Regions from separate parts of the Mus musculus genome. Here regions 2, 3, 4, 5 and 6 are each linked to region 1. Evidence: chromatin contacts called from public promoter capture Hi-C data. All regions are on one chromosome and are shown on one strand. Each heading gives the region's core, a stretch centred on a gene start, on an enhancer-like site or on the middle of the called end of the contact. The rest is flanking DNA. Distances are from core to core; before and after follow the strand shown. Region 1 holds the start of Pisd (phosphatidylserine decarboxylase). Region 2 holds the start of Nrbp1 (nuclear receptor binding protein 1). Region 3 holds the start of Ift172 (intraflagellar transport 172). Region 4 holds the start of Gpn1 (GPN-loop GTPase 1). Region 5 holds the start of Slc4a1ap (solute carrier family 4 (anion exchanger), member 1, adaptor protein). Region 6 holds the start of Babam2 (BRISC and BRCA1 A complex member 2).

Region 1 (4,613 bases), core at 917-3,416:
TTTGGTTTCCAGCAGCTCTGGGGGGCATGCGACACCTCTAGTCTAAGAGGACACCTACAAATGTGGCATATCTACACACAGATCCATAATTTAAAATCACAAAAAAATAAAATTCTAATTTGGGGCTAGAGAGCTGGTTCAATGGTTAAGAACATATGTTGGGTGCTCTTACAGAAGGCTCGAGTTTCTAGTACCCACAGGATGGTATTCAACTCTAGTTCCAGATCTAACCATACATGTATGTTGTGCATATACATATAAACAGGCAAAACATACACATTAAATGAATAATTAAAATGTAATGTGGTCACACTAACAAGTAATAGAAATAATAGTAAAATAATATGCTTAGTAGATGCAAAAAGGAGGTAACTTTCCAACCTTGAAGTTCAGTTATCTTTTGTTGTTCTCTGTGCTTTTGGTGTTACAGCCAAGAAGTCATTGTCAAATCCAATATATCAAATTTCTCAGGGCTTAGAGATGGCTCAGTAGTTAAGAGCACTGGCTACTCTTTTAGAAGACCTTGTTTCCAGTACCCACACTAGGTAACTCAAACTCTCTATAACTTCAATTACAAGATATTCAATGCCTTCTGGCCACAACCAGAACCTGCACACATGAGTGTTTTAACTGCACGTGTGCCTGCTTGCAACTTGCATGCCTGGTGCCCTCAGAGGCCAGAAGAGCATGGTATCTCCTGGAACTGGAGATATAGATACTTGTGATACACCATCTGGGTGCTGGGAATCGAACCGGGTCCTTTAAAGCAACTAGTGCTCTTAACCACTGAGCCATTTCACCACCTCTTTTTATTATGTGTTTTTAGTTTTGCTCCTTTTAAAAAAGGTATATACAGTATATTTATAACATGTTTTCTAAAGAATTGAAAAAAAATAGTGTTATATAAAACTAGGGTTTTTGTTTTGTTTTGTTTTGTTTTGTTAAAACAGGGTCTAGGTAGCCCAGGCTGGCCTGGAATTCAGGACACTCCAAAATACTGGGATTCCAGTGTTATTTTGAAATAACTCACCTCAATCATTTGAATTACAACACTCAATTCCATACCAAAATTATGTTGTGTGTGTTTCTTTTCCAGGCTCTGGAAAAGTATGACAAAGGGAGGTGTTTGCCTTGAATTACCAAACTTGTGACTTCTTAGGTTCTCTCTCTCTCTCTCTTTTTTTTTTTTTTTTTTTTTTTTTTTTTTTTTTTTGGTTTTTCGAGACATGGTTTCTCTGTGTAGCCCTGGCTGTCCTGGAACTCACTTTGTAGACCAGGGTGGCCTGGAACTCAGAAATCCTCCTGCCTCTGCCTCCTGAGTGCTGGGATTAGAGGGGTGTGCCACCAAGCCCGGTTTAGGTTCTCTTTAGTGGCTGGTTTTGCTGTAAGTGAATTTAAGTAACTATCCAGAATTAATCTAAAGCACTAATTAGCTTATCCGTTTGGTGTTTACTAGAAGAAAAATCAGGGCTGCCTTCCTTCAGTTTTTGCATTCAGGTTCAACCATTTTTCTAGGGCCTTAAAAGGGGGGCGGGGTGTTCAGATCATGGGTTTTGACACCAATGATGTAGAAATACTGGATTTTCTATTATTATACAATTTGCGAGCCCTTTGTGGGGTTAATGTGCCCTTGAGAAAGTTGCTTATCCTCGCAGACCTTTAAAATGGTAATAATATCCAAGGGCTGGCTGCGGGTCTCCAGCGCTTAGGAAAAAAAACAAAAACAAAAACAAAACTGTTATGTACCACTGAAAAATTCGTTTTCCCCTCATAACTGGAAAGTACAGGAGAAAGCACCATCACCGGGAGCCTAGTTTAACAGCTTTCCATATTTCTTACATAAACCCCTCGCCTCTGGAGCCCCATCAATGAGATAAGAATAGACACCCCGTTCCAAGGGATCCAACGCCTTCTTCTGGCCGCCGAGGGCGCCAGCATCCTTGTGCCATGCACACATCGTGACTGAGCACAAGGTGGCTCAGATTTTTCGGGCACAGGAGCGGCTGTCCCATCGCCCCGGCGCGCCTGCCCACACACTCCGCGGGGGTGGGCCCGGCAGAGGCGGAGCCGTACGCAGAAGCTTCCGGGCCCAGCCTTTCACGTTCCTGATTGGCCCGGTGACGACAAGGGCGTGCGTCCGAAGGCGGAAGGGGGCGTGTCCGCTCAGGAGGAGGCGAGATGGCGGCGTCTGGGGGCCGCGCGTGTGTGCGCTCGCTTCGTGGAGGTGTGCTGTGGCGGAGCAGGTATGGCCGGGCGGGAGGCTGCTGGGGTAGGGATCAGCACAGACCAAGCCAGGCTCTGAGAGCGAAGCCAGTTCTCGTCGCCGGCTCGCCGCGAGTAGGTCTGACAGGAAGGACACGGAGCCACCTTTCGGCTTCAGAACAGGTGCTACAAGCCACCGCGTGGACCGTGAAATGGGTGTGGCCTAAAGGCTGGGTGAAAGTGCACAGGGACAACCAAACCCACCATATTCTGCTGCCCGCTGGTCTCTAGAGTGGAAGCAGAGTCGATCTCCTTTTCACGGGTGTTTGCCTTCCTACCAGGCTGGTGTAACCTGGAAGAGCACGGCACGGCAAAGCGACCTTCACTTGGGGTTCTAAAGCTTTGAGGCGAAAGAATTAGGTTTCTTTATCTGAAAAGTCTGTGGTGGAATTGTGGTCCTTATCCTGCTGACCCCAAACGTCTGGGTTACTTAAGTTCCTAGGCAGCTAGAAGTGGGAGAGCGACATGAGGCATCTATTGTGACTGTTCATTTGGCTTTTTGTCTGCTCCAGACAGTTTCATTAGGTAACCCAGGCTGGCCTCGAAATCACAGCTATCCCCCTGCCTCAGCCTCCCAAGTGCTTCCAAAAAGCCGAGATTACTGGCATGTTTCAGCTGTTTATTCTTTTTTGAAGGGTAGGAGGGGAGAAGAGGAGAGAGTTCTTAACCCAAATGAGAGAGAAGAAACAGTTCTCAACTTGGCTGAGTTACTTAATAGCCTACATACTTATTTCTTTTTGGCAAAGACTACTTCTACCTTTTTACACCGTGTGTGTGTATGCATATGGGTGGTTGCAGGTGTCCATAGGACCATCAAGAGTCTCCTGGAATTGGAGGAATTACAGGTGGTTGAGAGCCATCTGACATGTATGCTGGGAACCAAACTCTGGTACTTTTTTTTTTTTTTTTTTTTTTTTTTTGGTTTTTTGAGACAGAGTTTCTCTGTGTACCCCTGGCTGTCCTGGAACTCATTCTGTAGACCAGGCTGGCCTCGAACTCAGAAATCTGCCTGCCTCTGCCTCCCAAGTGCTGGGATTGAAGGCTTTACCACACCTGGCTCAACTCTGGTTCTCTTAACTGCTGAACCATCTCTACACCACCAACATTGCTCAATTTTTAAAATGTGTGTGTGTGTGTAAATATTTTGCCAGCATGTATGTCTGTGTGTGCCCTGGTACCCATGGAGGCCAGAAGAAAACATTCTAGCTTAATTGGTGACCTTTAGGCTAGTGATGGACCCTGTATCAAAGAACAAGATGCACGCCTTTAATCTCAGCACTCAGGAGGCAGAAGCAGGTGAATCTCTCTGGATTCAAGACCAGCCTGGTCTACATAGTGACTGCCAGCCAGCCAGAAATATATACTCAGACCCCATATCAAAGCAAAACAACAATAAAGAAAAAACCATAAAACATAACAAACCTAACAAGTTTTTGTATGGTTCATGGGGAATGGCCCCCAAAGTTGTCCTCTGACCTCCCCATTCACATGCATAAACACTACCCACATTCATTATTTAATTTACTGATTAATTAATTTGCAATTAGCCTTATACTTAAGGAACTTACAGTTTAATAGACAAGGGTAATATTTTAATATCAAGTACAGTGTTGGATAAAGCTTTTCAAGAGACCTACCAGTTCAGCTTTAGAACTCTCCTAGCTTTTGAAAGAAGGAGAGAGAAGTAAGGACTATAGGTAAAATGTTAGGACCCATGGTGATATTAAAAATGTGTTACAGGGCTAGCGAGGTTGCTCAGTGGTTAAGAGCATTTGCTGCTCTTCAGGGGAATTGGAGGTACAGTCATAGCCTTCATGGCAGCTCACAACCATCTGTAACTCCATCTCCAGGAAATCTGAAACCTTCTGACCTCCATAGGCACTGCAGACACTTGCTGTACAGATACACACACACACAACACACACACACACACTCTTGATCCTGGCAATTTTCTGTAAAAATTAAAGATGTACAAATACTTGTTTCTGGGCAAAATGTATTGCCCTCCTTGGCTGTTTGTGACCTTTTGTGGAAATAAAACTAAGAAGAAGAAGGAAAAAAAGATTTTTATGTGGGACTGAAGAGATTGCTCAGCCGTTAAGAGCACTTATTATTCTCACACATGTATGGTGGCTTATGACCATCTGTAACTCCAGTTCAAGGGATCTGACGCCTTCTTGGGTCCTCTGTGTGCACTGTACACATGAGGTACACAGACATACATGTAGACAAAACACAATATAAAGACATCTTACAACTGGAAATAGGGTGAACATTGGTAATGAAGAGGATATACTAAGAATTCCAGTGTGTGGTAATTGAATATCTCTTTCTTTTTTGAAAAAGTTTTG
Region 2 (4,613 bases), core at 860-3,359, 1.5 Mb after region 1:
GTGACTTCCATCTGTAAGTGTGGCAAGTGGGTATTGTTTAACAACATTTCTTTTCATTTACTCACTGAAATGTTTAGTAACATTTGTAGGTTATTGTACGTCACACACTGGGAGGGTGCTTGAGATAGATCAGTGAATTAAAATAAATGAAATGCCTACACTTACCTAAGCACAAATTAAAAAAAAAAAAATCAAAGACCTTGTTTCCAGCTTTCCTTTCATTTACATTGCTCAAAGGCTCTGACTTTTCCAATCTCTGAGGCACTAGATCTGATACCAGTTACCTCCTTCAGAAACAAATAATTCAAGCTATAGTTTTTATAGGTAAAGTACTAAAAATAACATTTCTATAGGCGCAGAGTTGCTTTAAGAAAAACCTAAGTTTCTAATTAACCCATACCAAAAAAAAAAAAAAAAAAAAAAAGGGACAATCAAATGAACACAGACTGTAAAAAAAAAACTGAAACCTGTGTGTGATTAACTCAAGGAAGAGCAGTCTAGTAAGAAAGCGATACCCTGGAAAGTAAACTTGCACTCCAGAGTCAGTTCAGAATACCTAAGACCTGCAATCAACACCAGAATGGCCATACAACTCTCTTGCGACCCTTTCTACGCATCTCTCCCCAGCCTATACAGTTTTATCTGAATCGAGGGACTTGTATTAACGCTCTAGTAAACGCAAAGAACACTACGGGACGGGGGCGGGGGAGGGGAAATCTGGTAGGATACTTCCCCACTTTAATTTCTAAGGAAAGTCCTTGAAAGCCTCCTCAGTCTGCCAAGACAGCTATTAGTTGCGTGCATGTCTTAATAAACCACTAAAAAAGATGAGTTAAGGATCACTTTTTCCTCCGTCCCCTATCAAAGAGCTAAGAAAATAATAAAGTCTGTTTCAGCTACATTCGCAGAATGTGCATCCAATCTGAACGGATAAGTGAAAGTCTAGCGAGATACAGAATATACTCTGGAACGTCAAAGCCCATGGAATCTAAAACTACAGGACCAAGGAAACAGGCAGCCCCTCCACGGGGCACTTAGAGAAAAGATGAACTGTCATCAGAGACAAACATCCAGAAAGCACATTGCCCTCCCAATCATGTCCCAGAAGGTAAAATAAGAGCAGTGCCTAAAGATCTCCAAGCACTCCCGCAAGAGATGCAGAAACGTGTGCAACACTGGGGGTTCTGCCTCAGAGCTGCTGGCAGTTTTAACAGGGATCACTGTGGAAAAGCTCATTTGCATCGGTGAGGGTATCTCCTCGAAGCCTCTAGCTACCCTGAGGACGCATAGTACATTCACTACAGGGCATTGTCTGTCATCTCGCAAAGTTGTTCTCCCGGCTTCCATTATTAGTTGAAAGCCCTCTGCACATCACCCCGCATAGCTCGCAGCCACAGGCCGCTCTGAGGAAACCCAGAAAGCCTCTGAGGTCAACAGAACTGCTCAGTCGGAGAGAATGCAAGCTCGGAGGGAGGAGGCCCTCAGCTTGTCAACACTCCAACAGGTCGCCCGGCCAGTATCTGGAAGGAAGCGGCGGCGGACAGACAGTGGCCGGCCAGGAGACCGAGCACCACAGCCACCTCATCAAAGGCCAGCCCTGCCCCGCCGTCAGGCCGCAGACCACGCCCCCGCGCTCGGCGCGCCGCCCCGCGAGCAGGCCCGGCCCGGACGCCGCGCTTCCTTCCGCAGGCCCTCGGGCCCGGGCCCCCGCCCCGCCCCCGCCCGCGCCGCCTGCCCCGCCTCTCGCGGCCAGAGTTCCAAGAGAACGCCGGGGCCCCCCGACCCGCGCCCGCAGAATTCCGGGCCGCCGCGGCCACGCCGGAGACACCAGGAGGGCGGGCGGCGCCCTGGGGCCAAGGTGGCCCCTCAGCTGCGACGGGCCGGGCTAGGTCGGGCCTGACTCCCGAGAAAGCAGGGCCGCCCGACAGCACCCGCCGGCCGCGTCCTGCCGGCCCGCGGCTCGGGGTCATCCTGCCGCCCTTCCGCGAGCCCCTCCCTCCAGGGCCTCTTTCTCCGGAGCTCACCTCCCGACTCCGCGCCCGCAGCCTGCGCTTCAGCTCCAGCTCGGGTTCCGGGGCCTCGGATCCCAGCGACTCCCTCACAGCTGCGCTCCGCAGCGCAACCGAACTGCGGGCCCCGCCCTCGCGGCGTCCGGACCAACAGTGGGCGGTGCCGCACCGCCGCCAGGTTTCCATTGGACAGGGCAGCGGGGGGCGGTTCCCACAGACCGAGGCTCTCAAGGCAGTCTACTGCCGGGTCTCCTCCCCTTGCGGGGTTCCGGCAGACTGCCTGCCAGCGTTGTCTTCTTGTCTCTCTGTCCATCCTCCTCCCAGTCGAGGTGCCCCCAAGTAATTCTGCCGGACGAAAGGAAGGCCTTCTCTCTCTTCTTGAAAGCGCCATGACAGTCCTAATCCTCTAAGAAGACAAAAGGAACGGAAGACGCAGCCTTTCAATCTGAGGAACGAACCCACCCACATTCCCCATTTGGGAAAGAGACAGTGCACTGGTCATCAAATTTTCAGAAAGCTTTTTTTTAATCGCTTAACATGAAAACTAATAGTTGCTGATTTGCATAACATTATTTACCCAGACATAACCTGATTCGACCCACATAAGGGAGAACTCATTGAAGTTATCCAATGATAGTTGGCAAATTCGAAAAAGAAACAAAACAAAACAAAAAAAAAAAGTTACTCAAATTTAAGTTGACATGAGTCCAAAATAGAATCCGAAGTAAGAAGATCCATCAAAACTGTCTTTGAAAAGGTATTATTTGGAAAGAGTTTACATTGTCTGTGAGTGTAAAGAATTACAATAGATTCTGGGTAAGCCATTGATCTTAGAAAGTTAAAGGCAGAATTTAAGAGATGTATAATACCATTATACATGTATTATCAAGGAAGAAGGATGAATCATCTGAATCTGAGAATGTCACAATCACCAATTTTACTCTCCTTAAAGGGACTAGTTAATCCTAGTTCACGGGTTCACACAGAAATCCTATAGAGACTCATTTTTTTCTCATCTCTTCACTTTAAAATGCTTGCTTTAAAAACTGAAATTTCAACAAGCATGCCAGAGAGATCTCTGTGAATTCAAGGCCAACCAGGGCTACATAGTCTCAAAAACAAACTTTTTTTTTCACCCAGCATAGTAATGCATACCTGTAATCCTATCACTCAGTAGGCTAATGCCGTGAGTTCAAGGTCAGCATAAGCAATAGAGCAACAACACTGTGTCAAGACAAAATAGAATTCTGATGTTGGATTAAAAGATGCACTTACCTAAAATGTATAGCACACCATTTCAAAGTTTGTTCTAGTCTCAGAAGGGTGCTCATCCTCTCCAGATTAGCCTTTCTGCCAAAGCCATTGTAACTCCTGAGCCATGGCAAGCATTCATGACATATCTGTTCATGCTACTTTAGTTCCTATTATTTTCTGTCAGTACTATTTCAAATGTGCACAGAGGATCTTTTGGCAACCTCATTTTCAGTTATTTTCTCATGTATACCTAAAATGACCAACTGCTGCCTACATTTTTACCACCTCACTTATGTTTCCTGATTACAAAAGTAATAAATACTAGCCAGATGATGGTTGTGCATGCCTTTAACCCCAACACTCCGGAGGCAGAGGCTGGTGGATATCTGTGCACTTATAGCCAGCCCGGTCTACAGAACAAGTTCTAGGACAGCCAGGGCTACAAAGAGAAATCCTGACTTGGAAAACCAAAAGCAAACAAAAAATAATGAATGCTTATTATAAAAACTCAGAAATTAGCTTGACTGTGGCCCAAGCCTTTAACCTCAGGACTCAGGAGGCAGAGGCAAGAGGATCTCTGAGTTCAAGGCCAGCCTGGTCAATAGAGTTGAGTTCTAAGACAGCCAGGTCTACACAGAGAAACCATGTCTGTGAAAAACAAAAACAAAAAAGAAATTGATATGGAGACAGAGCCTAGCAATTAAGAGCACTCTCTGCTTTTGTAGATAACCCTGGTTTGGTATATATACATGGCAGCTCACAATTATCTGTAGCTCCAGTCTGAGAAAATCTGGCACCCTCTTTTGACCTCCATGGAACCTAGGCATGCATACAGTATACGGAAGCAAACACTCATAAGCATCATAAGCATTAAAATAAATCTTTTGAGCTGGGTGTGGTGGCTCTTGCTGATAATCTCAGCATCAGGAGCCAGAGACAGGAGGATCTCTGAGTTAGAGGCCAACCTAGTGCGCAGAGGGAGTTCCAGAACCGTCAGGCCTTCCAGAGAAACACTGCCTCAGTAGTATAATAACCAAACATACCTTTGTTTAAAGCCACTAAAAACCAAGAATCTCAAAAATATTTCAGTATAATATATATACATACATGGTGACTTCTATGAATCAGGCATTTTTTTTTAAGTTTTATTTAGTGTGTGTCCAATAAGCATGTTGCTGGTCCCCAGACAGTTTTAATGGGCTTGTGTTAATTTAATACCCATAGCAATCACATATTTATTAACAATTATTTTAGCAGCCCCTTATAATCCTACTACCTTCAAATAATTAAGATGTTCCTTTGGAGCTAGACATGGTAACACGTGTCTTTAATGCCAGCACTTGGTAAGCA
Region 3 (4,613 bases), core at 1,048-3,547, 1.5 Mb after region 1:
AGGATGCACTGTATGAGTAAGGGGGCGGGGGCAGGAAAGCCTAAGATGGTGACCCGCTTGAGACTCCCACAAGGCAGTATGCTCCCAGAATCCCAGGCTGGTACCCATCCTCTTTCCACTGTAAGCAGGGCCAGAATGTAGGTCTGGTAGATTCTGTATCCCTGGACTTGGGAGTGGATATCAAATGGAATATCTCCCATCCCCCAGGTCCAGGGGAGAATCACTTATTCAACCCTATCCCACTAGGTCCTCGCTAGGGGCCCCATGTCACCTGCATCAGGACTATTGGCACTCACTAGCTGCCCCTACAGCTTGCCTCTGGGCCTCAGAGAGGGGTGTTTCTGCCCGGGTTGCCCTCCTTCAGTGAGTCAGAAGAACCTTCTGGGCCTAGAGGCAGACGCTGCATTGCACTATTCCAGTGTCTTCCACGGAGCCTCTGGGGCTCCTCCCTCACCTGGCAGCCCCTCCAGCTGCTGGTGATCTCACCCCTGGGACATTTTTCCAATAAAGGTTCTGGACAAACTGGAACTGACTGGTTCCTGTATGGTATGCTGAAGACATCTCTACACCTTGTCAGTTCTTCTCAGGCCTCCACCAACCTGAAAGGACAGAGTCTTGATAAGATGTTTGCGTCAGTGTAACAATGTATTCATCTAAGATGGGCGGGGAAAGACAAAAGGGGAGGGGATGAAAGCCAAAGGCCTCCCTTCTTTGTCTTTGCTGAATGAGAAGAGAGAAAATGAGAAGTCACAGTTTTCATACCAACAGAAACCAGGCCATGTCATATAAAAGGGCCAGTAGATTTTTTTTTTATCTTTGTTCAGGACCTTGTGCATACTAAGCAAATATTCTACTGTTGCGCTATATAACCAATCCCTTCCCTGCACTTTTGACTCCAGCACTCACTTTGGGGAAATGGTCAGAAGGGCTGAGCTGTCTTAGGAGCTGACAGGAGAGCAGCCACCACTAATGTGCCCTTGGTGCCATGTGTTCTCACCCCGGGCACACCAGTGCCTCGTCTTTGTTTTCTTTTTCATCTATGTCTTTGTTCATTCAAAGTTAATAATAATTGTAATCCATAAATGAGTTTATATTTATACTCTAACATATCCAGAGGATTCTAGAAATAAAGCTGAGGGGTTTGGATGCCCCTATCAAAAAAAGTATAATTTGAGTTCTGGGACCTATTTGTTACCTGTGAAAAAAGGGAATCTGTCCCCTTCTGATTCTTAATTTTCTAGAGGGATGTGGTGGCAGGAAGAGAAATACTCGTTACCATTGGCAACTGCAGTGCGCTCAAGGCTTTGGGCCCAGCATTTGCCTGGGGGGCATATGCTATGCTTTTAGGGGGGGATAGGGCTTGCCCACCTTGGGTCATTTAGAGAAGGCCTATGACTAACGTTTCTGCATTTCATTCTGTCTCTTGATCTTTTGGGAGAAACAAGAACAAAAATTATTGAAAGGATCCCAAAGAAGATGGTATCTTTTTTTGCTTAACTAATCACAACCACAGGTGTCATGCAGCTCTAAACTAGGAGGGGAACCAAGCTCTGGTCTGCCTCCTGCACTGTCCCATAGAGACATCTGGGTTTCAGGAATCTGCCTTGAACTCAATGACCAAACAGGGTGCCTTTTCTTTCCCTAGCCAGTGCTTCCAATATATCCACCATATCCTGGATAATTTCCTGAGACTGTGTTTCAGAGTAGAGAAGTTGGGCATGGAGACAATGAGTTGAGGAGAGTTGAGCCTTCTTACGGGAATTAAAAGGTTATTAGCTGTGGGTTAAATGCCGGTTCCACCCTTTACAAGCTGTTTTAACTTTGGCGAGTAACTCCTTTAATCTGCCTCCTGTTGGGTAAAATGGGTCTGTACCGCTGCTGAATTCAAACACAGTGCCAAGTATATCCTTGAGCTTTCACTGTTATCTGTCAGTATTGAGTGGCCTCCCGCAAGTCACCTAAGTTTTGGGATGACGTGAAGATTTCAGCTCCGCGAATTGTCTTTTGCCTCTCGTAGCACCTGCCTTGCTCTCCTCCAGAGTTTAAGCAACTAAAGCACATCTGGCCGGGTAGGACAATAAGAAAACGTAAGGATATGGTGACGTAGAATCCGGAGAGGACCGAAGACTTGTGGGCGGAGGTTTGCGTTAGGTTTGCATGCAGCCACAGGATTGGTCGCGGAGAGAATTCCACAACCCCTCTTATGGGCCCGCCTTAGGACTCACTGCGCTTGCGCACGTCCTGTTCGCTCCGTCGCGAACCCACTACGTGACCTTATGACGTATGTCGCACTCACGTTGCCTGTGCGTCAGCGGTTAGCGCCGCCGATGCTTGGCGGGTTGTCCAGGTAACCACGGGAGTTGTCTCGGTCAGTGAGCATCCGAGACCGGTGTACGTCATGCAGTTGAAGCACCTGAGGACCCTGCTGAGCCCTCAGGTGAGGAATCGCATGCCTCTTCCATTCCCAGGCCACCAGGCGTTCAAAAAAAAAAAAAAAAAAAAAAGTAAGGGAACATAAGTTCATACTTTTTGAGCGTCTACTTTGTTCAGAAGACCGTGAAAGCTCTTTCAGCAGGCGACATGCATCACTAACGACTCTAAGCTTTCTTTGCATGACATTACATCAGTTGAGTGCCAGGCCCCAAGCTTAGGCTCTCCGGGATCACCCGCATTACGCGTCAAGGCTCTTTTTGGAAGGAGAGGCGCATATATAGTCAACCTTCATAAGTCTACACAGGATGAAATGAGCACTTTAGATATAAACCCTAAAAAAAGGTAGAGCAGAAGCTGAACCCTCTTTTGGATTGTGAAAGTGTGTCTCCTCAGAAGCAGAAGAGGCTGGGTGGGCGCTGGAGGAGGAGCCCAGAGACATAAACGAAGATTATGTTTGGTTTGGGCGTGAAGAGGACAGAGTCTCTGTCTTAGCTTAGCTCCAACACTGACTTGACCAAATGGTATTTCTGGCTTTAACCATCACCATACGCAATCATTCTATCACTAGCTTCTTCATCTGGTAAAGAAAAGGCGCAGGGAGAGCAACTGTAAGCGACTTAGGAGAATGTTAAATAAAGTTCTACACAGAACAGAATCTTATAAGCCTTGGTAGCCCAGGCTAGTAATCTCAGCAATTGTGGAGGTAGGAGGATCAGGAATGCAAGGCCATTCTTAGCTACGTGGAGAGTTCAAGGCCAGCCTGGGCTACTTGAGACTCTTAGGAGAGGGGGTAGGGGAAGGGAGAGAAGGGAAGGAAAGGGGAGGGGAGAAAAGGGGAGGGGGAAGGGGAAAAGGGAGAGAGGAGGGAAGGGAAGGGGAGGGTAGGAGAGAGAGAGGGGGGAGGGGAGAGGAAGAGGAAGAGGAAAGGCCTGTGAGCTGGCTCACTGGCTAAGGTACTTGCCACTAAGCCTGACCTCCTGAGTTTGAGCCCTGTGACCCACACAGTGGAAGGAAAGAGCCAGCTTGTGCAAGTTGTCCCACCCCACTCAAAATGTAAGGAAAAAGTTTTAAAGAGCATAAGAAAACTGGAAAGCCATAAGAAGGATGATTGACAAGAGAGAAAGGCATTCCAAAGTGAAAGGACAGGCTAACACAACACAGATAAGAAGGTTGGCTATGGGGGAAATGACTCATCACCAGCGTGGGAAACTGAGTTCAGATCTCCAGCATCCTCTTCAGAGCCAGGTGCACCTGTAATCTCAGTGTTTCGAAGGTAGACAGGTGGTCCCTAGAGTTCTAGTCCTAGAACTGGAATTACGAGCTTTCAGTGCAATGAGAGACTCTGTCTTTCAAAAAGTAAGATGGAGAATGACTGTGAAAACACTTGACCTCTGGTCTCTACATGCACACATAGACAGGCCCATATAGCAACATCCTCCCGACACACACAGACAGACAGACAGACAGACTCCCTTACCTGATTGTGCTGTTACATGCCTGTAGTCTTAGAACCTAGGAGGCTGAGGCAGGAGGATGGCTGTGAGCTCAAAGCCAGTTTGAATATGTAGCAAGAACTTCTTTTTAAAAAGTAAGAGTAGCAAGCATAATGGCTCATGCCTGTAGTATGAACACTCAGGAGCAGGAGGTAGATTTCTGTAAGTTCAATGCCAGTCTGCTCTACACAGCGAGTTCTAGGCTACACAGAGAGATCCTGTCTCAAAAATTAATTCTAAGAATAATATATGGCAGAATTAAGCCATCAATACATATACCATTAGACATTAGAATTACAGCTTATATAGTCAAACATACATGGATTCAAATATTGCATCTGCCATCTAAAAACTGTCTATATAAACCTGAGCAAGTTTCTTAATTTTCAATGCCTCAGTTTCTCCGTATGTAAAATGGGAATAATAATAGCTTGTACTTCAGAGTTATGAGATGTGGTACTTAATAGGTGTCAAGCATTTATGAAAATGCCTGCCTGGCTCCATTTCACTTAATCCACAAGGCAGATAGCCAGGGCACTTACTGTAGAGAGAAGAGAACTCACTGATTGTGGTACTCAGGAATATTTGCAGACAGTAGCAGATAGAGCCCTAGCTCAGGGGTAGAGTAATAATAGAGTTGTGCTCCTTGTGGGATAAACTGGTACTGTAAGCTGTAATTTCAAAATA
Region 4 (4,613 bases), core at 735-3,234, 1.3 Mb after region 1:
CTACCCCCCAGGGGTTGGAGATGCTCAGTGATTAAGAGCACTTGAAGCTCTTGTAGAGGACCCAGATTCAGTTCCCAGCACTCACAGGGCAGCTCACAACTCTCTGTAGATCCAGTTCCAGGGGTCCTGGTGCCCTCTTCTGGCCTCTGCAGGAACCAGACACACACAGACGCAGACACGCATGTGGCAAAACACCCATACACATTAAATAAAAATGAATAAAAACAAACCTACCCACCAGTCTGTAAATTAATAATATCACATATTTATCCTCTAGTTTAAATAGAAAATTTGTTGCCCTATAATCCCAAAATGATCAATGATTTTTGTTGTTGTTGTTGTTTGTTCTTGTTTCTCTGTGTAGCCCTGGCAGTCTTAGAACTGATCTGCCTGTGTCTTCCTCCTGAGTGCTAGGATTAAAGGCGTGAGCCATCACCGCCTGACCTAACCTATGATTCTCAAAACAAGATTCCCTACCCAATTTGTGTATTTGGGGTAAGAAAGCTTCATACCCTAGCCCTGACAGTTAAGGCCTAGGAGTCAGGAAGCCTGGACATCCAAGAGCCCTGTTAGTGGATCACAGACACTTTGATAACAAATCTACCCCCACGCCCACCTTTTCTTTTCCAAACGAGGTCTGGCTATGCAAGTCGGACTGACTCTGAACTCTAAATATTCTGCCTCAGGCTCCCTTGGATCACACCAATACTTAAATCTTTTTGATAGTCTCAATCAGAAAGCTCTCCTCAGAACAGTGCATATTCTTACACACACACCCCACACACACAACTTTGGAAATGGAAGGAACCTGCCTATAAAGTGAATTACAGCAAATCTTATAAACTCTGACAAAAGAAACCAAAGGATTCACGTGTCAGGTGACAGCCCGACCTAATGTCATGTCTCATTCTCAAACCAATTCAACGGTTTCACACACCGAGGGCATGAGAGAGAGGTGAGCGGGGATAGTGCATAAGAGGGATAAATCTGCATAAGCAAGAAGCCTGTTCCGGAACTCAGGCAAATCCACAGAAAAGAAAAGTACATAGTTAGCTAGCTTAGAAAGAAAAGACAAGAAAAGGAAATCAAGCAAGCAGGCAGGCAGGCACTCACCAATATTGGCGGGAAAGGGGACTTCATGCACAGCTGGGTCCAGGTTGATTACATACGGTGGACAGCCTTTGTTGTGCAGGTGTCCTGTGAGCCTCTGCAAAAACAAGGAGCCAGGGTTGGAGGGTGATGACCAAAGGATAGGAACGGGCCCCGAGAATTCCCATCCCTTTACTGACCATGCTTATAAAATCTGTAACAATCTCCTTCTTCCCTCAGCGTGTTCAACACTGAAGAGTTTAAAAAGCCATCTAGTTCCAGTACCTGTCTCCCTATTCTCCGTCACGGCTTCGCTAACTCTGCCCCTCCAAGGGTTTTCTTCCTCTGTCTCCTCCACTAAAACACTCACTCCGTGAAAGCAAGAACCCTGTCGATCTCATTGCCGCTGTACTCTCAGAGCTTAGAACGTGGTAGGTCGAACGAAGTGATTCTTTCACAACTCTTCACGCAAACCAGAGTAGTAGACGTTACACTCCCCTACTCTTTAGGCCCGGGCCTTCGGAAAGCTGCCAATTCGCAGCAAGACAAGTTCAGCTGTACCAAGTGTGCATTAAGGTTGCCCAGGAGCCGGCCTCAAGTGACCCAGGCTAGGGTTCGAGGCTTCGGGAAGGAAAGGAGTCAGAGGACAGCTCGAGAAAACCACGCGCCCGGACCCGCAGATTCCCCAGACAACTTCCTCCCTTCTTCCCGGGCCTGAGGCGCCACTACCGCTTCTGCACGGTGCACGTCACCTGTACAAAGGTAGTTTTCCCGGATCCCGCCATTCCCAACACCAACAGACACACGGGGGGCTGAGGAGCCCGGGAAGCCTGGGGTTCGGATGGAGCCACGGGCGCCGCCATCTTTCCTCAGCCACGCCCACCACTCAGGGATCGCCCGGCGGCCTGCGGGCTCTCTGAATTCCGGGCTGCGATTGGTAGGAAAATCCGTCCTCTTGCGTACAGGGCTACGATTGGTCGAACGATCCGGCCTCTCTGAGTTTAGGGTTGCGATTGGCCAGACTATCCAAACCGCTCGAACCTACTGCAGTGGGTGCCTGACCGGCTTTTGGCATCTGACTTGCAGGGGTCACTTTGATGCTATAGTGGCTTTGCACAAGTGAGGGGTAGTGTAGGGAACCAGGAAGGGTTGACAGGAGTGAGATAGGACCCGGAAAGGGTTAAGCTCGTGTCCCCAAGGGAGTAATGAGGTGGGATTCCCAAGCCAGGATCTGTCAGGATCCTATAACAAAGGTGTTGCTCTACCTTTTATTTTATTGTCTAAGAAGAAGAAGAAAAAAATTAAACGTCATTATGTTCTAGAAAATATTAGGTAAAAATTAGCGTAACACTTGAAAGATAGCATGAATACTGTACTTTAACAGAGGAAGATACATTTTCTGGCAATCATTGCCTAATGCAAAGGGGACTAAAGAACCTTACAGCGTTTGTGGCTGAAGTGTGGCTGAATAATTAATACCGGAAGATATGGGTAGAGGAAGGGAGACGAACCTCATGAGGGAAAGCCCTGTATGACAGAGACTGTGACCAATGTCTTATTTGCTCATCTGTATGGCTATTTGTCCAAGGGAAGAAGAAAAGATGGTGAACCAAAGGCTCAAGGGAACCAGAAAACTCCTAAAAAGTCCCCTTTAAGAGTGAGGTAAAGGGCTAGGAGTCAAGGGTGGCCCTGGGTTTTGTTGACATTCTTGGAAAGTGGATAAAACTCTTTTTTTTTTTTTTAAGATTTATTTATTTATTATATGTAAGTACACTGTAGCTGTCTTCCGACACTCCAGAAGAGGGAGTCAGATCTCATTATGGGTGGTTGTGAGCCACCATGTGGTTGCTGGGATTTGAACTCCGGACTTTCGGAAGAGTAGTCGGGTGCTTTTACCCGCTGAGCCATCTCACCAGCCCCCGTGGATAAAACTCTTAAAGAACAAAAAGTTTGTATATATCTATACATAGATATCTCATTTTATTATGACATGTGCAGGCTGTGGAGAGGGCTCAGTTAGTAAGGTGCTTGCTGCACAAACTTAAGGGCCAGAATTCAGACCCCTGCCCTCACATAAAAGCCCAGGCATTGTGGATTGTGCCTATAATCCCAGTGCTAGGGAGCTAGAGATGGGAGAATCCCTGGAGCTCAGTGGCCAGCTAGCTTAGCCAAATTAATGAGCTCCAGGATCAGTGAGCAACGTACCATACCAAATGGATAGTGATTCTCCTTTCCTGACTCAGGCCCTCTCTGGGCACCACTGTCTGGCTTGTGTTACTTTCTGGCAGGGATTCAGGTAACATTATTTTTCTGGCAGTACCCATACAGTTCAGTTAGTTCACTCCCCACCATGTGAGTCTCAGAGATGGAATTCAGGTTGGAAAGATTGGCTGTAAACACCTGTAATTACTGACCCAACTCCTGGCTGTGGCATCAGCAATTTGGCAAGTTGAAGCTTTGTATGGGGAGATTCTCCGATGACCTTGGATCTCCTCCCTACTTTTCTACAAAAGCAGAAGAGGAGGAAGAGGAGGAGGAGGAGAAAAAGAAAAGCAAGCTTTGAAATTGCTACTGTATAAATGACTATCAATCATTTTCCAAGTACAAGAGAAATTCCACCCATTATGTTGGAAATAAAAGCAGGCCCATTGCTGTTTGTTGTTGTTGTTTTTAATGGATTGGAGTAGCAGGAGAAGCTCAAACCTGTGGCTAATTTGTTTTATATAACACCTGTAATCTCAGCACTCAGAAAGCTAAAGCAGTAAGATAGCCAAATCAAGGTCAGTCTGAAAAACAAAAGGTGATGAGAGATTGAACTAAGTCCCAAGGCAGTTCTGTCCACAGCAGATTTGCTCCAGAGACCTGCAGGTCCTGAGTAGTTTGATGTGAGAGAGACGTGCGTTGTACCTGAACCATATTCTGCCTCCTGACTTTTCACAACTCCTTTCTATTTTCCTCCCCAAGAATAGTGATCTAAGGACACAATAGATCTTGACCACACTGTTTAGTCTTCTAAAAATTCAATAGAACACTACAACAAGGATGCCATGCTGGATGCACATAGATTGTTGATATTAACAGGAACTCTCAAGTATGGTTCTGTCTTGGTTAGCTTTTAGTATCAACATGATACAAGGAAGAGTCACCTGTGGAGACAGAGTCTCAACTGAGAGATTCCCCAGGTTAGACTGGTTTGTGGGCGATTATCTTGAATTTGAATCGATGGAGGAGGATGGAAAAGGAACTAGCAAAGAGCATCCCTTTGTAATTTCTGCTCCAGGTTCCTGCATTGACTTCTGGGCTGGTTTGAATAAGAATCCTCCCCCATCTGTCCTCCCTCCCTGCACACCCCATGACTCCTTTATTTGAATCTTTAGTCAAGGGAATGGAACTCTTTGAAAGGATTAGAAGGATTAGGAGGTGTGGCTTTGTTGGAGAGAGAGTGTCACAGGTGGTTGAGGTTTTCAAAAGCTCACAGCAGGCTCTCTCTGTCTCTCTCTCTGAGTCAGGTTGTGGTACTGCTC
Region 5 (4,613 bases), core at 879-3,378, 1.3 Mb after region 1:
TGTGCTTCTCAGGGCTCACACTCAGCTCATCACAACTGGCAGCACACACCTTTACCTGCTAAGCAATCTCACTGGGCCACAACTTCTTTCTTTCATTCATTCTCTCATTCACTCAAGTCAGGATTTCTCTACAATGTAACTCTGGCTATCCTGAAATTCAATAAATAGATCATGCTGGCCTGAAACTAACAGAGATCTACCTGCCTCTGCCTCCCAAGTGCTAAGATTAAAGGCCTGCATCACAATGCCTTATTAGCCCCAACTATCTTTTTCTTTAAAAGTTTTATTTTATGTAAAGGGGTACTCTATCTGTATGTACAATTACATGCCAGAAGAGGGCATCAGATGACATTATAGATCATTATGAGCCACCACGTGGTTGCTGAGGGCTGAGCTTTCTCTGAAAGAGCAGATAGTGCTCTTACTACTGAGCCATCTCTCGGCCCTCACCAACTATCTTTTTATAAGCCTGAATATCTATCATCCAAAATGTGGAGCTATACAATAACCTCTTGAATGTTTTGTACTTTGTGAAAATAGCCTGAGAGGTGAAAAAATATCAAATACTGATTTCTCAGCCAAAGAAATGAAGTAAATTTTTCCATGCCCTCCAGGTGATAATTAGCACTCAGAAAGCTCTCTCTCTCTCTCTCTCTCTCTCTCTTTCTGTGTGTGTGTGTGTGTGTGTTTAAATGATAAACGCAATAAGCAAATTACACGGTGAGAAAGAGGTGTATGTATAATGCCCATAATTCAACACTTTTACTCACTAAAGTTAATGACCCTGGGCTTGCAAATTACATTTACCCTACTTCAGCTGTAGGCCTTCTGAGCTGTATGATCAAAAGCACTTGAGGGTGCCACCTTCAGTAGTAGTTTCTTACCCATTCCCCACGTGCAGCCCAGCTCATCATCTTGACCACTTCTACTGCTCTTCCCTTCAGTGGTATTTGCTTCTTCTTCTTCATCTGAGTCTTCACCTAACATCTTCTTCTCCAATAATATCTGCTGCTGTTTACGCAATTCCTTCAACTGTGTTACTGTTAATTCAGATTCTGCCTCTCGGTCTTCCTCTGGTCCCTAATGAATCATGGGTAAAATATATACATATATGGATTCAGAAGTGAGAAAATTACTTTCTGAGACACAGCAACGTACACAGACCTGTGGGTCCAGAATGAGGCCTGTGCTTTTGTCATTGGTTACCAGAATCCTTTTACTCAACTAAACCTTAAAGAAACTCAGAATCGCCGGGCGTGGCGGTGCACGCCTTTAATCCCAGCACTCGGGAGGCAGAGGCAGGCGGATTTCTGAGTTCGAGGCCAGCCTGGTCTACAGAGAGAGTTCCAGGACAGCCAGGGCTACATAGAGAAGCCCTGTCTTGAAAAACCAAAAACAGTGAAGTCCCAAGATTTTTATTTTAGATTTTTCTACCTACCTGAAGGATAAAGAGCCGAGTGCTGCCTCCAAAGCGCATTACATGCCCGACGTGGACTCTACAGTAAGTGCGGGGTGGGATGCGAGTTTTGTTGAGGAACGTGCCGTGGGTACTTCCCAGATCGTAGAGATAAAAGCCCTGCTCATGACCCTCAGAGTCTCCGCTGGGATCCGCCCCCCGGTGCTGTAGTACAGCATGGTACCGAGACACGGAAGGATGCTCCAGACATATGTCACAACTAGCAAGTCTCCCGAAAAAGCAGCAGCTCGTGTCTTTCAAGGTGCGGGTGCCAAGGATGGTGCCACCCTTCAGGGTTTCGAGACTGTAGGGGGCCGTGGCTGGGCTGCCCCACGATGGCTCTCGGTACGGAGGAGCCCGGGTCGGACCGCCAGACGCAGGAGCTACCCGCGGGGAGCGGAGTTGCTCCACCGGTGGACCCCCGGTCTCCTGGCTGTCCGGCTGCGGTGGCGGGACCTCGGGCTCCTCACATCCAGAGTCCAGCTGCGCCGCGAGACATTCTTTCTTCACATCCTCAGAAACGGAGGGACTGGAGGCCGGAGCCTTACCCCGTACTGCGGAAGGCACTGGTAAAACCGGCTTCTTAAACTCGCTACTGACTTCCTGGGGAGCTGGCGCATCTAGCTGAGGGGTAGGATCAGCCATCCTTAGCCGGGTGCAATCTCAAAATGTGTCCCTCGGAAACCCCGACCCCTCGCTCTCTACGTTCCCGCTCACTTCTCCTCCTCCTTCCCACCTCCCTGAGGCTTCTCTGGACAGAAATGTTGGAGTTCCTCTTTCAAGACTCGCAGAGTTTTAAAGATGTGAATAGCACTAGGGAGTCACAATACCAGAAAGCGGGGAGAGGCTCTCAGAGTGCTGTGCAGGATACGGACATTTTAGGCGTTGCATGTAGGCTAGTAATAACTTCCTGTGGCAGAGGGCGATTGGGAAGAAGTGCTTCCGTGGCCTTGGTCCATTAATCAATAAACAAGGCTCCTAGGCTTGACCTAGTCCTCGACTCCGACCTGTCAGAGTCAGGCAGCCGCGTATACCACTCCTGGGGCAGGGCGGTGAGTATTTGAACTTTATTTTCTGGTTCCGGTCCAGAGCCACCCATTTTCCTGCTGCCTTGTAAATCAGACTTCCCAGGATCCTGTGGTCGGCGCCTAAGCCTAAGCCTCCAGATCCGGAGCAAGGAGTCCCTATCTGCAGCTCTCGAATTTATTCCTTTTATGAAGTTAGTAAAGAAGCAATTTATTATTGTTCATTCTTTTATTACTCGGAACAAAATATTGAGATAGCATGTTTAGTGGCTTAACAAACCTGAGCATCGAAACCTCTTTTCTTTTTTACTCTTTGTATTTATGATGTTGGCATGACCCTGGACAACAGCTTCCACATCTGAAAAATTGGAAATAGTAGTGTTAATTTGTCATAAAATTTATGGAAAATTGAACTAAGCCATAGTTAATATTATAACTCTTTGACAGAGGCCTGAAACTATACCAAGATGGCAGCCATAACAAGTGGGAGAATACAGATGAATAAGTCAACTAAAGTTAAGGTTCAGGGATAAAAGCAAATTCATGTAAATATACAAAGAAAGGAGATCTGTTGGGGGGAATGGTGATTTCAGGGATCCTAAAGAACAAATTCAAGTCTGATAAAGATGTAGAGGGTTCCTGGCAGAGGTCACAACTCAAAGGGTCAATTATAAAAATATCTCATGTTCTTGAGAAGCTGAGTGGTGGAGCTGGAGAGATGGTTCTGTGTGCTGCTCTTCGGTGGATCTGAGCTCCATTTCCAGTACCCACATCAGGGGAGTTCACAACCACCTCTAATTTGAGCTCCAGAAGGATCTGATGCCCTCTTCAGATATCCTTGGCACCTGCATACACATGGAACACACAAGCATATACTCAACCCCCAACAGACAACAAAAACGAATGTCTGTGAATGCATAGCCTGCCTGGTCTACAGAGCAAGTTCCAGGATAGCCAAGGCCTCAAAGGGAAACCCTGTCTCGAAATTAATAATTTAAAAATACAATCTTAGCAAAGGAAATAAGCTGAGGGGCCAGTTAGATGGCTTAGTAGGTAAAAGGCACTTGCTGCCAAGTCCGAATGCCCGAGTTCAATCCATGGAACCCACATGGTGAAAGGAGAGAACTGCCTCTCACAAGTTGTCTTGTGATTTTTTCATGCACACATACCCAAAATAAGTAAATGTAAAAAAAAAAAAAAAAGAAAAGAAAGAAAGAGAAAGAAAGGAACTGAGTAGTATATTGTTAGAGCTGAGGGCATTCATTTTGTCCAGGAAGCCCCTCACTTGCCTGCAGGACACTGAACTCACGCCTTTAAAGTAGCAGTGCCAGCTGCTGCTATACTGCAGTATTTTGCTTCTGTTATTCCCTCAGGACAAAGATCTTACACCGTCACACAATGTATTCATTTGATGTTTGTTGGACCTGAGGAGACATATAGGCAGTAAACCTGGAGACGTGAATTAAAGACGCTTAGTAAGCTTTTATTGAATGCTAAGCCACAGAATTCTGACTTTTTCCAAGCAAAAGAAACAAACAAAAAAGCTTGGAAGTGTAGCTCAGTAATAAAAATACTTTTGTAGGATGTGTTAAATCTTCAGCATTGAGAGAATGAGAGACAGAGACACACAAAGAGAGACAGACAGAGAAAGGAAGAAAGTCTAGCAGCAGGGCCAAGTGTAGATCAGATTCTGAAAAAGACTGGAATAGCAGTTCTCAACCTTCCTAAAGGTCTGACCCTTTAATGTAGTTCCTCATGTTGTGGTGACCCCATGCAACCACAAAATTATTTTCATTGCTACTTCATAACTGTAATTTTGTTGCAGTTATGAATCCTATTGTAAATACCTTATATACAGGATACCTGATATTCCTTAACCTATGAAAGAGTCATTTGATCCCCAAAGGGGTTATGACCTACAGGTTGAGAACCACTGGACTAGAGGAAGGAATACTTGTTAGAAGGCAACAGAAGTCTCTCAGATTCATTCTGGGGAGACAGCTCAGTCCATTGCACGCATGAGGACCTGAGTTCAATCCCCAAACCCATATGTAAAAATCCAGGTATGGGTGCATGTGCTTATAAACTCAGCTTGTGGGGAGGAAAGCAGAAACAGTCAGATCCCTGGGACT
Region 6 (4,613 bases), core at 1,211-3,710, 1.1 Mb after region 1:
GTCCAGATATTAAGCAACAAAGACAAATTGAATCTTTTCAGTCTTTGATTTTCTGGCACTGCGAAGTCTTTACACTTGATAATACAAAAGCAATAAATCACACGTATGTGATTTGGATGTTCACGGAGCTGCAGGAGAGTGTGCACGAACTCCTAATAGGTGAAAGCTACTGCTTTAGAGGTGAATAAGTCAATTCAAATGACTACTGTCTCTCTCCATCTGAAAGATTAATCCCACAATGAAAGCAAATTCATTCCCATCCAGGTACAATTATGAGTACCTGCTGTTCTGGTTTCTAAGCACTGTGCCACATAAGAATTTATAAGCTCTGCTAAACTGAATGTTTGCTTTATCATTGTAGTTACACACACACACACACACACACACACAGTGACACCATGATGCCCCCCCCCGAAATATTTGTGAGGTGCTTAAGCTTTACACAGTATACTTTAGTCTCTACATGGTTGTCTTCTGACTCTTGGGAGCTGGCCTCCCCATACATTCTAATACATCTAACATGAGCAAATGTCTCCTTTCCTATATATAGTATCTATCATAAAAATACATATATCTTATAGCATGGCATGACTTATAAGTCACTTCCATATGCAGCCTTGCCATTCATCTTCACAGTCTGGTATAAGGCATGTTTCTAATTCCCACATTCCAGGTGACTTGGGTAACTGTTTCTGGACAGTAGGCTCACCCACACTATCACTTTGAAGACTTTTCTAAACTCCACAGTCCTGCCTGATGTCTGCCCACTATGTCACAGTTCCTGGAGGGGGATGCTCATTTACTTCACATTCAAAACACACAGAGTCATCTGAGAAGCAAGCAGAAGGATATCTTATGACAAAAAAAAAAAAAAAAAAACTGTTCCATGGTTTGTTTTTTTCCTCAGAGTATCTAATTTACACCAAATTTCTCCAAGAAAGAGAAATCAAACTAACACCTCACACATGATCTCTGTTACTCACCTCTCTGCACAAACATCCACTCCCCCCCCACACACACACACAGTTTCTTAATGAATACTGTTTCCATTTTGTAAATACAAAAGCTAAAGACCAGCCAAATCAAGTTACTTATTTAATGTCACATAAAGAACAAACAGAAGGACTGAAATTCAGGTCCAGAGCTCTCTCAAATTCCACTATTCCTATCCTCTTCTCAAGCATTAATTACAATGGCCACTAAAGAAAGCACCAAGGTGAATTTTTAAAGCATACACTTCGGTAAATATAAAGACAAAGTCACGAATTTATACACATGATTGCTTTACAGCTAGACACCAACTAGGCTCCTGCTGATCCAGTGTTGGTACTAGCCTGAATGATTCACTAATTAAATGCCAAAGGAAACAACCTTCTCCAGACGCCAAACCACACTAGTGATTATGAAAACCCATTCCACTTCAGCAACTGTCAAGACGTTAGGATCACACCTGAGGGAATGGATTTCTGTCTTTATCTCCAGAACAGCAGCTATAATACAAGTTTTTGACAGTGCAAGGTTTTGTGCAGCTTCAAGATGTTTCAGTAAGTGTGACTTCACTAACAAATGAAAGTTAAAAAAAAAAAAAACTATACTGACTCCAAAATCAGGAATTTGAAGAGAAAAAAAAAAAAAAAGATGATTCTTTGGTACAATATGCAGGGATATGGATTAGAAACACACACCTCTCCTTTACATATGGCACCATTATAACTGATTCCAGAGAAGCAGGAAATTTTGGTGACCTGCCTCTCTTGAATGCTTGTTTTGCAATTTGTATTTCCTGATTTTGATGTATTGCAGACGGAAGATGCAAATATATAATTTTTATAAAAAAATCTGCTGCCGCAAGATAAGGTCACATGAGGTCTTTTAGTGGGCAGGCTGTCTGGGGAACACAAAGACGTATAAAGCACCATCTAGGCTCTCGCAATTAGGAGAGGATGACAAACACGGAAACATGTGCCCCCGTTGACGTCATGGAACGGAAAGGGGTGGCCTCCTGCTGCATCACGTCCACGTCATATGGCGCACGAGGGAAGTTACTGTGGGGGAGCAATTTCTCCACTGGGCAACATCAGGGAGGGGCGGGGAGAGCGAATTGGTTCCGATCCAAAGAATGTCCACCCATTCTGAGGAGAATCTAAAGGGATCCAACCCTTTCTCCCAAATTGTATGATGCCCTCATCAAGTGCAAAAAGAGGCGGGCTTCATCAGAAACCAGGACTGAACGAGATACGTGGAGAAAGAGAAGCCTCAGATCTTGGGGGCGGCTCTTGAGGGAATCCGCGTGCTGTGGGGCGAGCGGGGCATCTTTGGAACGCGGGCCTTCTCTTGAAGAGGCTAGCTCTCTGGCCATACTCAAACATGGCTCTCTGCGCCACCTGTGCGACTGAGATCCAACCTCCCCGCACCAGCCCGGGTCCAGGTACCTGGAACTTAAGTCCGATCAGTAACCGGCGACTAGACGGGGTACAGGTTACCCGAGCGCGCCCCCGACCGACGCACCGACCTGCGCGCGAACCGCGGGCCGGATGCGTGCGCGCTCCCCCGGACGTCCCGCCCTCTCCGGAGCCGGCCGGGCGTGCGCGTCCCCGCGCCGAGAAGCCGGAAGCTGAGGAAGGCGACCGGGTAGCGCCTGAAGGTTCCCGGGAGCTCTGGCCTAGTGCTTGGCGCGCTCTGTCATTCTCGCCGTGGCGGCCGGGCCCTGTGCTTGTGAGGCGGGGCAGGAACACCGGTCCCAGAGGGATCAGGACTAGCCAAAGGCCGGAGAGATTTCGGGCATTTGGGAGGGCGACCGGCACAGGCGGGTGGAACGCCCGCGTCGTTAAGGAGGACGGGGCGGCGTCCCTGGTTACGGGGTCAGGCAAAGGGCAAAGGGCAGCGTCAGGGTTGAGCAGGATTAGTAATGGCGGCGTGTGGGGAGCCCGGGAGGCCCTGGCAGGAGGAGGAGGCAGCAGCGGTGGTAGTGGTGGGTTCCTGCATGACCGACCTGGTCAGGTTAGTGCGGGGCCGCAGCGCAAGGTCTCGGGAGGGCGAGCCACACTGTGGATGCCCGGGCCTCGGATCGGTGGGCACCCACCATTGGAACTTTCCTGAAAGCTTCAGGTTTCCAAGCACGACTTCTGAGGTGAAAAGGCAGAATTCAAGTTTGTGGAGGTCAATGACAGAGGAAGGGACAGGGATGGGGGGTGGGGGGACTGAATGAAAGCTTTGATAGACACCCCCACCTACGGGCGCCCCCAAACACCTGCACCTGTTTCCTTGGCCAGGCTGCCCCATGACATTTTAACCTCTGAGAACATGATGTACCTACTTCACAGGGTTGAGAGCACAAGAAGTGTTTTGTCCACCAGACCCAACTGGGTATTACTGGATTGAACACGTGAAAGAAGGCACTGAGGCAAACACCTTTTCACTCATGTTGGCATTCCTGCAGTGTTCCATATTTACAGTTTACTTTTATGTGGAAATGTAACCATGGGCCAACCTTTGTGGTGAACCTAAGTGTGAATTCAAAATTTAAAACACACACACACACACACAAACATGACAATTACAGCCACTAAAAACCTGACCAAATAGTGCTAAATGAGAATAGTTGAGTTAGGTCAGAGAGGTTGTAGGGAAGATCCTTCTGCTTTGTCGTCTGTTTTTATGAAAACAGCTTTCCAAGCAGATAAGCAATATACATTGTAGAAAAAAAAATAGTTCAGGTATTCCAAAAAACTCAGGCCATATAATTCTGTTTATGTTAATAACCATATTTCCCAGCAACTTAGTGTCATCGGTCCCTAAACTATTTTTCCAAAAGATAGCAGAGAACTTTGAAATAAGGCCTTGGGGTAATCAAAACAACCAAACCCTTTCACCAAACTACCTATATCTACTTTAAAAACAGCTCCAGGGGCCTCATATATCTAACTTAATCTTGCTTAAAACATTATAAATTGTTATCAGATTCATCAAGATGGCTATGAGGTAAAGGTGCTTGACTAAAGCCTAATGCCCTTCAGTTCCTGGAGCCCAGTATGGTGGAAGGACACTACATATGTGATGCATGAGTGTGTACACAATAGATAGATAGATAGATAGATAGATAGATAGAATAAATAAGTCTATGCTTTCAAATTACCAAACACAACAGAAAAGATGGAATTAAAAAGGAGACTGGGGCCGGGCGTGGTGATGCACGCCTTTAATCCCAGCACTTGGGAGGCAGAGGCAGGCGGATTTCTGAGTTCCAGGCCAGCCTGGTCTACAAAGTAAGCTCCAGGACAGCCAGGGCTACACAGAGAAACCCTGTCTCGAAAAAAACAAAAAAAAAAAAAGAAAAAGAAAAGAAAGAAAGAAAAAGGAGACTGGGAGAGGCAAGTTAATTGACAAAAACCCTGATATGTTGTAGGGACTACAGAAATGGCCTCAACAGTTAAGAGCATTGGATAAAAACCACCTGTAACTCCCATCTAAAGGGTCCCACACCTCCAAGTGCATTGCTTTCCTACACACAGAGTTAAAAGTAAAAAAATGATTTTTTTAAATGAAGCAATAACAGAAGAGCTACAAATAATTAAAGTTTATATAATTTTGTGTGTGGTGCTAGATATTGAACT

What was found. Promoter capture Hi-C pulls out the DNA fragments that hold promoters and counts their contacts. Capture Hi-C pulls out chosen DNA fragments and counts their contacts.
Region 2: a contact with region 1 is called in a promoter capture Hi-C map of hippocampal neurons, with 2.9 times the contacts expected there. The contact joins the promoter of Nrbp1 here to the promoter of Pisd in region 1. A contact is called at or near these places in 4 of 39 promoter capture datasets (the C10 cell line, cranial neural crest, hippocampal neurons and 1 more), 1 of 115 datasets of contacts at active chromatin or transcription factors (astrocytes) and 2 of 9 other capture datasets (adipose tissue and liver).
Region 3: a promoter capture Hi-C map of pre-B cells shows a contact between it and region 1, with 4 times the contacts expected there. The contact joins the promoter of Ift172 here to the promoter of Pisd in region 1. A contact is called at or near these places in 3 of 39 promoter capture datasets (liver and pre-B cells), 2 of 115 datasets of contacts at active chromatin or transcription factors (astrocytes and pancreatic cancer cells) and 2 of 9 other capture datasets (adipose tissue and liver).
Region 4: a promoter capture Hi-C map of liver shows a contact between it and region 1, with 5 times the contacts expected there. The contact joins the promoter of Gpn1 here to the promoter of Pisd in region 1. A contact is called at or near these places in 13 of 39 promoter capture datasets (the 3T3-L1 cell line, 3T3-L1-derived adipocytes, the C10 cell line and 9 more), 1 of 484 Hi-C or Micro-C datasets (B cells), 5 of 115 datasets of contacts at active chromatin or transcription factors (astrocytes, embryonic forebrain, embryonic stem cells and 1 more) and 2 of 9 other capture datasets (embryonic stem cells and liver).
Region 5: a promoter capture Hi-C map of adipose tissue shows a contact between it and region 1, with 3 times the contacts expected there. The contact joins the promoter of Slc4a1ap here to the promoter of Pisd in region 1. A contact is called at or near these places in 6 of 39 promoter capture datasets (the 3T3-L1 cell line, the HPC-7 cell line, HPC-7-derived erythroid cells and 3 more), 8 of 115 datasets of contacts at active chromatin or transcription factors (the NIH/3T3 cell line, astrocytes, differentiating embryonic stem cells and 4 more) and 3 of 9 other capture datasets (adipose tissue, liver and pancreatic islet).
Region 6: a promoter capture Hi-C map of pre-B cells shows a contact between it and region 1, with 4 times the contacts expected there. The contact joins the promoter of Babam2 here to the promoter of Pisd in region 1. A contact is called at or near these places in 3 of 39 promoter capture datasets (the C10 cell line, hippocampal neurons and pre-B cells), 1 of 484 Hi-C or Micro-C datasets (pre-B cells) and 2 of 115 datasets of contacts at active chromatin or transcription factors (astrocytes and thymic regulatory T cells).

Annotation. Positions count from the first base shown.
Region 1 is chr5:32,783,179-32,787,791 of GRCm38.p6, reverse strand. It overlaps Pisd (phosphatidylserine decarboxylase), which reads left to right and starts at 2,166. Exons shown (of 8, transcript NM_177298.3): 1 at 2,166-2,243. The coding sequence starts at 2,179.
Region 2 is chr5:31,238,414-31,243,026 of GRCm38.p6, reverse strand. It overlaps Nrbp1 (nuclear receptor binding protein 1), which reads right to left and starts at 2,109. Exons shown (of 18, transcript NM_147201.2): 1 at 2,025-2,109.
Region 3 is chr5:31,288,798-31,293,410 of GRCm38.p6, reverse strand. It overlaps Ift172 (intraflagellar transport 172), which reads left to right and starts at 2,297. Exons shown (of 48, transcript NM_026298.5): 1 at 2,297-2,437. The coding sequence starts at 2,399. Fndc4 (fibronectin type III domain containing 4) reads left to right here. Exons shown (of 7, transcript NM_022424.6): 7 at 1-1,169.
Region 4 is chr5:31,492,112-31,496,724 of GRCm38.p6, reverse strand. It overlaps Gpn1 (GPN-loop GTPase 1), which reads right to left and starts at 1,984. Exons shown (of 14, transcript NM_133756.5): 1 at 1,842-1,984; 2 at 1,114-1,207. The coding sequence starts at 1,952.
Region 5 is chr5:31,524,510-31,529,122 of GRCm38.p6, reverse strand. It overlaps Slc4a1ap (solute carrier family 4 (anion exchanger), member 1, adaptor protein), which reads right to left and starts at 2,128. Exons shown (of 14, transcript NM_001347328.1): 1 at 1,439-2,128; 2 at 885-1,080. The coding sequence starts at 2,101. It overlaps Supt7l (SPT7-like, STAGA complex gamma subunit), which reads left to right and starts at 2,361. Exons shown (of 5, transcript NM_028150.2): 1 at 2,361-2,508.
Region 6 is chr5:31,695,897-31,700,509 of GRCm38.p6, reverse strand. It overlaps Babam2 (BRISC and BRCA1 A complex member 2), which reads right to left and starts at 2,460. Exons shown (of 12, transcript NM_144541.1): 1 at 2,433-2,460. It overlaps Rbks (ribokinase), which reads left to right and starts at 2,900. Exons shown (of 8, transcript NM_153196.1): 1 at 2,900-3,000. The coding sequence starts at 2,909.